Regions from separate parts of the Drosophila melanogaster genome. Here region 1 is linked to region 2. A link is a contact called in public Hi-C data. All regions are on one chromosome and are shown on one strand. The core of a region is the stretch at or near the end of the contact, and the rest is flanking DNA. Distances in the headings are between cores, read along the strand shown.

The links. A called contact is a pair of places that touch in the nucleus more often than the background predicts.
Region 1: a Hi-C map of the Kc167 cell line shows a contact between it and region 2, with 1.5 times the contacts expected there. A contact is called at or near these places in 24 of 107 Hi-C or Micro-C datasets (the Kc167 cell line, the PNm cell line, the Ras3 cell line and 10 more).

Annotation. Positions count from the first base shown.
Region 1 is chr3L:1,274,544-1,277,243 of dm6, forward strand. CG32333 reads left to right here and starts at 1,413. Exons shown (of 10, transcript NM_001274317.1): 1 at 1,413-1,751.
Region 2 is chr3L:1,063,404-1,066,103 of dm6, forward strand. All of the region lies in intron 1 of bab1 (bric a brac 1), which reads right to left. Among named protein-coding and RNA genes, the nearest start is that of trio, 30 kb to the left of the region's middle.

The DNA.
Region 1 (2,700 bases), core at 163-2,662, 210 kb after region 2:
TATAACTTATTTAGTATTTGCTATTTTAATAAGCTTTTAGCTTTGAGTATATAAACCACAAGAATAGTTCTTTGTATAAGTACGGCATTTATTTTTTTAATTAGCCTAATAGTGGGCATCTATATGTGATTTAATCTGAAAAACGATATCCATCATAGCTCGCTCATTTTTGGGGGAAATAAGCTCATCATCTAATCGGCGTTTCCCATGGGGTGCAACGGTGCGTATGAGCAATTCATTTTGAACAGCACCGCATACCACACACCACTGCCCTTCTCCCTTCTCCATCTCAGTAATCTTGTTTCGCCATAATGCGCGCAAATAAAACCGAAAGTGCTGTCAGCAGTTTTCCCCGAAGTTCTGCTCTCTCATTTTGCCACCATTTTTCTCCAGGGGAATGCAGCCACCTGTCTGTGTGGCAACTGAACAAAACTACTGCCGATAGAATAATCAGCTGGAGAGGAAAGCCGAAAGGACTCATCCTCTTCGAGATTTTCATCCTTGATTGACTGCTCCAGTGACGAGAGAAGAGCTTTTCGCGAACATTGTTGCCAGCGATTCGCGATTCGCGGCGTTCGTCTTATTGTCCTTATCCCAGTAACAGTCTTCTATCGTCCTGTCCCACCTAAGTGTCCTTGTGTCCAGCTGTTTTGCCAGGACTCACCTCCGGATCCCTCTTGTATCCTGCGAAACGGTCGCCGCCGGCAAGGGCTAGTCGCAAAAAACAGGACTCAGGGGAACTCACAGGATGCTTTCGATTCGCCAAGAGAGAGGATAAGAGAGGACATGCGCAGTATGATCCGAAAGAGAGGATACGAAAGGAGAAATCAGCTGGTGCTGCCAGGACTTTTAAGTGTCAATCAAAAAAATGCACAAATAGGGTATTTTATAGCAATGCAATCATTTAGGGAGAAATAGATAAGTATTTGTGATCTGAAAGGATACATTTCAGGATAAAATAAATAAAAAATAAATAAGAATTAAAAGGTGATATGCATATGGTGATTATGATCCAATGTTTTTGGACAAGAACAAATTAGGCAATCGAACATAACTCGGTTTTAAAAACCGGCCCTTTCGCGGAATTAGCACTTTCAATTTCACTCGAAAACTTGATGCCACATCATTATGGCCAATTAATCAATCACTTATCACCCGTCATAGCCAGAACATTTAAAATGCCATCAATCGTCGTGCGATTTTTCCAAGAGAGGACCATGTGCTCTTCACCTTTTCTCTTGCGGATAAATGAAGAATGTTCGAATTCATCTGAACCAAATGCTGAAAACTCGGCCAAGAGCACGAGGAACAATTCATCCGACGACGCATTCCGTGTGCGTTCTCGGCAGTCGCCTCTGGGTTCTCGATTCCCAGTTCTCGGGCTCTCATTTTCCGGCGCAGTTTCTCCGCTTCAGTTCGCTGTAGACATTTTCCCGGTGCGGACGTGCGTTTGGCGGTGGAAATTGTCGAGCACGCCGGAAAAGAAAATCCCACAATAGTTGCGCTCGTTGTAACGTTCGGTTTTGTGCGGTTTTTCGGTTTATTTTTCGGCTTCTTCTGCACTCTAATTTCATTAGCCGGAAAAAGGAAAGCGGGGCAATGGCTGTGTGCAAGTAATCCGGATCCGCTGAAGAAGTGCGTAAATTATGACATCGTGATGGCTCGAAGATAAAAGAGAGAGAGCGATTGTCTCTTCGGCTGGCTTCCTGACTCCCTGGCTGCCTGGCTCCCCGTAACCCAGAAGCCCAAGTGTGCGTCCTGATGGCAGAAAGTAAAATTAGGGCAAAATGCCAGGCTTAAGGGGGTGCGGTGGGGTGGCTGCCACTCCCACCACTTGACCGCCCCCGCTTAAAGTGCTCCTCGTTGTCGCAGCCTAATTAATTCAATGGCCCCACTCTGCTGCACCTAAATTTTTGGGGCCATCGAAAGGGACGCCACTTTTTGAGTTCCCATTCCGCTTGGTGGATATTTTTACTCCGGGCGAAAGCTGAAACGAGAGCCCCAAAAAAGGACTTTGGAGCCCAGCAAAGTTTTGATCGAAACCCGAATAAGTTTAGTTCTCGAACTGCTAATTGCCCAAAAATTACTTGATATTTTTAAACCGGCCCACAACACATTATACGAGTATTCCTGCATTCACATACCGTTCTTTGGGCAAACAACTTTTCGCTGGGTTAATTATTTTTAAATTGCAAAAACATTTCATACGCAAAGCGCCGCAGAGCAAACGCAAAAATATATAAATAAATTTCCGCTTTTCATGGCCACACAAAAATGAGCGACAAAAAATCGGCAACGCCGATTGTAGGGCAAAACCCCCGCCAGCAAATCATAAAAAAAAAAGAAAACCAACGAGCGCCCAGAGAGAAAAGTGAATTCTCGGAATGGAATGGAAAAGTGTTCAAAACTGAGTGACAAGTGCGATTCGAGGGAATCTCGTTTCAGTGACAGCCTGAAATGTGCGAGAATTTATGATGCATTTAATTAAAACGAATTCGGATGGTTCGAAACAGGACATTTGCACCCAAATTTGATGGTCAACAAAGAGGACAAAATGGGGTCCCACAATGCGGGCGACACTGTGCTACAAAGTTTAAGTTATTGCTACGATTTGATGGTTAATATGGATCTGATATGATACCTAACCTAACCAGATGCTAAAAAAGTATAATAACTCATTAAGGTGTCTAAGAGTCTGCT
Region 2 (2,700 bases), core at 73-2,572:
TTTGCATGCGATTTCGCCTCTAATTGCCGGCAATTGCATTTGGCCCATAATGCGACATTTGACTTTTGTTTCGGGTGCTGTGATTTGGCATTTATGGCTTTTGCTATTTACGCCAATTTGTCAGACAAAGACTAATGCGATTTGTTGATCAGGTTCGAATGTAAATTAATAGAAACTGATAGCCGATTATTTATTTGCCACCTTCGAGTTGGCTGCACAAAAAGTAACAGTTTGTGTTAATATTGTTTGTGCAAAATATTAGGCTCATATTTTTTTGTCTATTTGAATTTTGCATTGATAAATAAATAATGGATTACACAATGGAGTGGCAACTAATTTACAGCTAGCTACTTAATGTACGAATAATTATATTTTTAAAAATGTAATATACCCAGAATAGCATAGCAATATTCATGTATTCAACTAAGATCTTACTGTCTTTCTGTGTGCGGCAATGAGTCTTTTCACCCACCGGATTGCACAACTCAAAAAGTAAGGCACTTCCTGCAAAGCGTTTGAATAATTCATTCCCCAACTCCCCGACTATCAATTGCAACATGCTGATGAAAAAGCGCTTACAAAACACTGCAAAAATAATGGGCAGCAAACGGCGGTCGGCAGCAAGTAAAAAGTGTTTCTCTCTGTATTATAATAATAAAGTGGCAAGTAGCAAGTGGCATAAATTGCAACCTCATTCAAGCGATTCGAGGCCGAGGCGGAAGTTGTCGTCAGTCGTGGGCCAAACTCAAACTGAATTGCGTAGACCCAGTACACTGTGCCACATGTATTTATAATAATTGTTTTTCTTACAGCCCGTTGTTTCTGCAGTCGCCTTCTGCTAAAAAACCCAACGTCAGGGCCCCTGATATTTATCTTTTCCATACGACGAGCGTAAGTAAGTAAGACGAGTTCCCCCGCCTTCGTCTTTTGTCCGTATGTCCGTTTGTCCGTATGTCCGTATGTAGATTTGCAATCAACAGCAAAAAGTGAGGAAAGCAACATGGAGCCCACACACACACACATCACATGGAAACATAAAAAACTAAAAACTTAAGCAAAAAGATACAACTAACATATTCGACCAATTAAAACGAAGACTATCATACACTGCACAGTATAATAAATACAATATATTATATATTACTATTGAATTTACCTTCAATTGCTAAAAACTCGCATAAATTTCAAAAGTTTTTAAAACTTTTTTTTTAACTTTATATCAAAATAGATTGAACCCTTTTGTGAGAGTAGTTCAAAGAGCGGCAACAAAAACAAGTGTAATGTGCTCTGTTGCGGCAATAATCACTGCCTGCTGTTGTTGTTGCCTCCGCTGGTGTTGTTTTTAATGTTGTTGTTGCTTTGCTTGTTTTTGTTAGTGCTGTTGTTGTTGCTCTGTGCCACATATGAATGAATGCCCCGGCATTGTTGTTGCTACACGCCACTAGATGTCGGCATTTAACTTCTCAACTTTTTTGCATTTTGACCGCGTGTGGGTGGATGGTTGGGGGGGGGGGGAAGGATGGCTGCGGGGATGGTGGGTGGGTGGGTGGTTGAATAGTGGCTGTTGTACAGAAGAGGCGTAGAGAAGAAGAAGAAGCAAGTGCAGGAAACTACTTTGCATTTAATTGTCTGTAATGACGTGCAATATAAAATGTTAAAAATCTGCACTAAAATCCAAACACACAAAAGTTTGCTGAATGCAAGGGAAGGGAAACCAGAAGAACCAGAAGTGCTTTCTTTTTCAGAGCTGCTAATTGAGTGAAAGAAAGGGGAAAATGCCAAGGGAAGTGACCCAGACACCCACTGTGCTTGTTTGTTTTATGAAGCTTATAAATGTATATTTTGCAAGGTTTTTCAAATCACTAATAGTATGCTGTGAATGAAACATGCATATTTGGAAATATTTAGCTGCATACTTTTGCGCACTTTGTGGATGATTACCAAACTCCAGGGATTTCTGCGGACGTTCGATAAGCTGCTCTTTGAACTCGCTTCAATTGTAACAGTTGCCATCGTTGTTTCCGTGGCAAGTGTTTGGCTCAAAGTGTGAGCTCCATAAATAATGCAGGACCAACCCTTGCCGATCTCATACCGTCGAAATCAAAACGTGCGCAATTGTGCGCTAAAACCAAACATGAATATTTTCACTTATTATTTTGTTGAACATATAAAAAAAATACGGAACGCAAGGAAGCCGACGCACTCCGTCTCCATTGAGCCGTGAATACGTTGGAATATATAATCAAGTGCCGCCGGGGGTTGTGCTCGCAAGGGAAACTGGGGAAGACGAGACACCCTCACATTCTCACATCCTGGAGCACTTGCTCGCACAAGTGTATCATAATAATATTAAATTTGATTTCCAGGCTCTCGGCACTGCGGTGGGCGAACGAACTTGCAACTTGCCAGCGACGGCGTCGCACACAAATTGCGCTGATTGCGCAAAAGTATCGATGACTTCTTGACAAGGCGTCTCGCGTCGAGTAGATAGGTCGCAGCGGCGGTCTCTGATTAATCAAATTTGCGCAAAACAGTGGAGAAATCAACTCCCCACTTGCCACATGCCACTTGCCTCGCTCGCATGCAGGAGTAATGCAATTTTCCGACCAGCAGCCGCCTACATTGTAGTTAAAACACAGCAAGGACTTTTATTATTGGGCCAGGCCAAGGAATAACATAAATAAATGGTTGTAAGGGGGG